2 separate regions of the Pan troglodytes genome follow, and region 1 is linked to region 2. The links are chromatin contacts, called in public Hi-C maps. All regions are on one chromosome and are shown on one strand. Each heading gives the region's core, a stretch centred on a gene start, on an enhancer-like site or on the middle of the called end of the contact. The rest is flanking DNA. Distances are from core to core; before and after follow the strand shown. Region 1 holds the start of LOC112208580 (HIG1 domain family member 2A, mitochondrial). Region 2 has its middle 8.8 kb from the start of ELP6.

Region 1 (2,700 bases), core at 92-2,591, 140 kb after region 2:
AAAAAACCTCTGTCCCTCCAATTCCTAAAGCTCTTAATTTTAAGGTGCATTACTTAAAAATTTTGTAATACTTTTTTTTTTTTTGAGACGGAGTCTTGCTCTATTGCCCAGGGGATGGAGTGCAGTGGCACGATCTCAGCTCACTGCAACCTCTGCCTCCTGGGTTCAAGCGATTCTCCTGCCTCAGCCTCCCAAGTAGCTGGGACTATAGGCATGTGCCACCACACCCAGCTAATTTGGTGTCCAGCCAAATACTGTAATACTTTTATAAAGAATATGGTATCTTTCACAGGTAATATCTGATTTTTGTTATTTATATTAAAAGAAATGAATGTAACGGCTGGTAATATTTAAATTGGGATAAACTGAGTTTTTCTGTTGAGGAGATGGTTTAGGGAAGTCCATACCCAAAGCCGCTTTTGCTGCGGCAGATGCCACGCGAGGGTCCACCACAGATGCCAAAAAAGCAACAGTACTCATAACTGGATTTCCCGACTGACTGAAGGGGACAGGCTGGTAGGCCAAAGGCCCAAGGGAAGCATCTGAATTCTCAAGGTATGGGTCCTCAATGGGAAGTCTCAAAAAGTGGAGGATGCATTCATCCTGAGTACGACTTCCAACATGTTCCGACACTTTGTTCCAATCATCCTTGTACATCTCCAGGGCCTAAGACAGAAAAAACAGATGCTTTCATGTCAGGTAACAAGAAAGTAATGTGTAATATTAGAAGTTCTTTAGATAGCTTTTTTAAAAAAAATTAATGCAAATATTTATGCATAAATAGAAAGATTTGATGGTTTCCTTATATTATTTTCAATCAGGCAAGTAAAATAAATAAAAGACATGCATACTGTAAAGAAAGTAGTCCAGGCACGGTGGCTCACGCGTATAATCTCAGCACTTTGGGAGGCAGAGGTGGGCAGATCACCTGAGGTCAGGAGTTCGAGAGCAGCCTGGCCAATAACATGGTGAAACCCCATCTCTACTAAAAATACAAAAATTAGCTGGGCATGGTGGTGCGTGCCTGTAATCCCAGCTACTCAGGAGACTGAGGCACAAGAATCGCTTGAACCCGGGAGGCAGAAGTTGCAGTGAGCCGAGATTGTGCCACTGCACTCCAGCCTAGGCGGCAAGAGTGATAGAAAGAAAGAAAAGAAGAAACAAAAGAAAAGAGGGAGGGAGGGAAGGAAGGGAGGGAGGGAGGGAGGAAGGAAAGGAGGGAAGGGAGGGGAGGGGAGGGGAGGGGAGGAAGGGAGGAAGGAAGGAAGGAAGGAAGGAAGGAAGGAAGGAAGGAAGGAAGGAGGGAAGGAAGGAAGGGCTTTTTTACTAATACAGACAGACATGACTGTTTATGTAGAAAACTCTAAGGAAGCTATAAAAAAAAGTACTAAAACTGAATAGCTGAGCAAAATCACAGGATAGAAGGGCAATAGAGAAACTGAACTATATTTCCATACATAACAGCAATGAACAATTTTAAATAGGAAGAAAAAAGTATTTAACATAAAAGCTGGGTGTAGTGGCACACATCTGTACTCCCAGCTACTCAGGGGGCTGAGGCGAGAGGATCTCTTGAGCCCAGGGGTTCAAGGCCAGCCTGACAAACACAGCAAGACCCTGTCTTAGGTCGCGATTTTCTCCTGCTGCTGTGGCCCGGACATGGCGACTCCGGCCCTGTGATTCCGGAGGTCCCCTTTGAACCATCGAAGCCCCCAGTCATTGAGGGGCTTAGCCCCACTGTTTACAGGAATCCAGAGAGTTTCAAGGAAAAGTTCCTTCACAAGACCCACGAGAACCCGGTGGTACCCACAGGTTGCCTGGCCACGGCGGCCGCCCTCACCTACGGCCTCTACTCCTTCCACCGGGGCAACAGCCAGCGCTCTCAGCTCATGATGTGCACCTGGATCGCCGCCCAGGGTTTCACGGTCACAGCCATCTTGCTGGGTCTAGCTGTCACCGCTATGAAGTCTCAACCCTGAGCCCAGGGTCTGGCTTTGAAAGCTCCGCAGAAATGATTCCAAAACCCAGGAGCAACCACTGGCCCTACCATGGGACTTACTCCCTCCTCTCCTTTGAGAGGCCCATGCGTCGTTGGGGGAGGAAGTGACCCTTTGCGTAACTGTAACTGAAAGTTTTTTCAAAAATCCTAGTTTCTGTTGTTTGAATGTTACATACTTCTATTTGTGCCACATCTCCCCTCCACTCCCCTGCTTAATAAACTCTAAAAAACAAAAAAAAGACCCTGTCTTAAATAGCATAATGAAATAGGAGGAATAAACATAATAAAGAATGTAAAAGAGCAACAGACTAGAATGAGTAAAACATGAGAGAACTCAAAGACCCAAATAAAGGAAGAGATATATTGTGTTCATTCATTAGAAGTCTCAGTATTAAGATGTCAGTTCTTTCCAAGTTGAACTACAGATTCAATACAATTCCAGTCAAACTCCAAGTAGGCTTCTTTTTAGTAGAAATTGATAAACTGATTCAAAAATTTATAAACTACATACATTTCTAGTTTTATAATTTATTATTTTTTCAGAGAAAATCCTGAAAGAAACCAACAAAAAGAGTAAAAGGAGTCTCCGAGGGAAAAACGGATAGAACAGTAGAAAGAAAACCACAACTATGTGGTGCTAAGAATGTTGAGGAATTAATTGGATAAAAAGAATTTATTTAGTGGCATACTGAAGTTGCTAC
Region 2 (2,700 bases), core at 134-2,633:
GGTGAGCACAGGTGCCTGGGTTCCAGCAGCCACGAGGGCAGCCACACCTCCGATGGCTCTGCAGTTCCCATAGCTCCTTCTGTCCACAGTCCCCATCACGCCCTCAGTTCGCCATATATTCAGCTTCTTTTGGATCTACAGGCCTTCATCATCTGCATTTTCTTTCCATTAGCTCCATTTCCTTCCGTCCCTAGCAGGAATCTATGAACTATCCTTGAACTCAGAGTTCTCTTGAAGGCACCCTCAACATCTTCATCTTGTTGGCCTCCTGGGAATGGCACCTGCTCTGCAGCTCCCCGTCCTGGATGCATCCTGTAGCCCCACTTCTCTTCCAGGTGCTGGTGACCCTCACTTCTAGAAAACAGCACGGGCCCTGCCAGCCCCAGTCCCTGCGCTGCTGCATGGACACTATGGCTCCCTGTGCCTCCCTGTCTCTCAGTTGATGAGTTGCTGCCTCATCAATAGGTTGTTGTCTGACACCTCTATCATCTGTGACAAGAGGTTGTGTGTTTTTTTTTTTTTTTTTAATAATAGAGATGAGGGCCAGGTGTGGTGGCTCACGCCTGTAATCCCAGCACTTGAGGAGGCTGAAGCAGGCGGATCACTTGAGGTCAGGAGTTCGAAACCAGCCTGGCCAACATGGTGAAACCCCGTCTCTACTAAAAATACAAAAATCAGCCAGGTGTGGTGGCGTGCGCCTGTAGTCCCAGCTACTCAAGAGGCTAAGACACGAGAATTGCTTGAACCTGGGGATTGAAGGTTGCAGTGAGCCAAAATCACGCCACTGCACTCCAGCCTGGGCAACAGAGCAAGACTTCATCTCAAAAATAATAATAATAATAATAATAGTGATGGAGTTTTGCCATATTGCCCAGGCTGGTCTCGAACTCCTGGGCTCAAGCGATCCTCCCATCTCAGCCTCCCAAAGTGCTGAGATTACAGGTGTGAGCCACCACGCCCAGTCTAGAGAGTTTTCATACCACAAAGTTGAAGGTGAACCTGTAGAACCCATAAACTGTTGACAAAAGAAAAAAGCGGGAAGCAGCCTTGGGTTATCTCCAGCACACCCACCAGAGGGCAGCAGACACTGGCTAAAGCTCTTAGTCCTAAGTCCTGAGTGCTGGAAACAGTTGCAATGGCCAGCACGTGGGCAGAGCTCACCGCAGACAGTCCTCAGAGGTCGGAATCTGCCATGCATCTGGCAATCTCTCTGCTGCCCCTGCCCCAGCCTGCCCTTAGCTCCTCTCTCTGGAGCCCAGTGGTAGTCTTCATGGGCTCTCCTGCTTCAGGCTGTCCTGACTTAAGGAATGTCCCCACTGCCCTCATCCCTTCACAGCTCCTCTGCAGATCAGAGTGCAAGCCAGAGTCCTACAGTGGCCTCACAGCCCTGGCTGCTTGGAATCCTTACCCGTTCCCCACTCACTGTGGCACCACCAGGCTCCGCGCTGTTACTCCAGGCCTCAGACACGGGCACACTCAGGGGCCATGTGCTTCTGTTCCCTTTGTTTATGAGCTATTCCCCCAGGTGTCTGCAGAGCACGCTTCCTTGAACTCCTTCAGGCCTTCCCTGAGCACACCCTTGTAAGTACACACAGACGGCACCACCACATCCCTTTCAGCAGGACCCAGGGGAAGAGCAGTCACCAGACACCCTCCAGCTCTCTGTTCCTGCAGGGCCCAGCACGGCTGCATACAGCCTCACCTGAGGTCACACCCTTCCTAAGGCAGCCTTCATCTGGTGACTGAGCAAAGCAGGGGCTATAAAGAACTGGCCATTTCCATCTCATGTGAGACTCTGTCCGACTGTCTAACTTCTCCAAGACTTTGTTGGGTGCCCATCACTATTCAAGTTCTCCTGCCCAATCCTGCTTCCGCCTCCTTCCTTCCACAGGTGTTGGCCTCATATTCCATCTCAGTAAATGCCTCTGAAGAGCCCACACCTGTAATTCTAGCACTTTGGGAGGTCGAGGCAGGAGGATCACTTGAGGCAAGGAGTTTGAGACCAGCATGGGCAACATAGTGAGACCCTATCTCTACAAAAAATTAAATTAGCTGAGCATGGTGGTGCACACCTGTGGTCCCAGATACTCAGGAGGCTGAGATTGGAGGATCACTTGAGACTAGGAAGTTGAGGCTGCCATGAGCCATGACTGCACCACTGCACTCCAGCTTGGGCAGCAGGACAAGAACCTGTCTCAGAATGAATAAATAAAAAGAAAGTTGTTCCAGTCACCTGTCTGGCATGTGTACAGCTCTGGGAGACACTCTGCTGGCTTTTCCCAGACGCCAGCCAGCTCCTCCACTTGGACAACTCTTGCCTGCCCAGGCCTCTCCTACTTCTGCCTCACTCCCAGCTGGGGTTTCCTTCCTCATAAAGGACCTCCACTCAGCTCAGCCTTTGGGGAAGCAAGGCTAAATACACTCTTTTGTCATCTTTTGCGACCCTCTTGCAAGCACATCTTTCTCCAGCTATACCATAGGTCCTTGTCTCATTCCTCACATTTTTTGGCACCTACTGTATCAGAGGTATTCTTCTAGATGCTAGGGATACATGACCTCAGGTCATCTGCCTGCCTCAGCCTCCCAAAGTGCTGGGATTACAGGAGTGAGCCACGGCACCTGGCCGCCAATGCATGTTTTAGACCAGCCACTGAAGCCACAGCACTGGCTGCCTCAGAAGGGGTGGGGCAGGAGGCTGGG

The links. A called contact is a pair of places that touch in the nucleus more often than the background predicts.
Region 1: a Hi-C map of stem cell-derived neural progenitor cells shows a contact between it and region 2, with 4 times the contacts expected there. The contact joins the promoter of LOC112208580 here to the enhancer-like site in region 2. A contact is called at or near these places in 1 of 7 Hi-C or Micro-C datasets (stem cell-derived neural progenitor cells) and 1 of 1 datasets of contacts at active chromatin or transcription factors (stem cell-derived excitatory neurons).

What each region holds. Positions count from the first base shown.
Region 1 is chr2:51,673,752-51,676,451 of NHGRI_mPanTro3-v2.0_pri, forward strand. It overlaps LOC112208580 (HIG1 domain family member 2A, mitochondrial), which reads left to right and starts at 1,342. Exons shown (of 2, transcript XM_054680328.2): 1 at 1,342-1,384; 2 at 1,627-2,046. The coding sequence starts at 1,342. The coding sequence ends at 1,979. It overlaps SMARCC1 (SWI/SNF related, matrix associated, actin dependent regulator of chromatin subfamily c member 1), which reads right to left. Exons shown (of 28, transcript XM_001154676.8): 20 at 408-666.
Region 2 is chr2:51,533,373-51,536,072 of NHGRI_mPanTro3-v2.0_pri, forward strand. No RefSeq gene overlaps it. Among named protein-coding and RNA genes, the nearest start is that of ELP6, 8.8 kb to the left of the region's middle. Within about 2 kb of position 1,384, at least 9 of the 24 cell types and tissues checked have an H3K27ac peak or open chromatin away from gene starts, as enhancers often do. A contact at or near this core is called in stem cell-derived excitatory neurons and stem cell-derived neural progenitor cells, where this site is marked.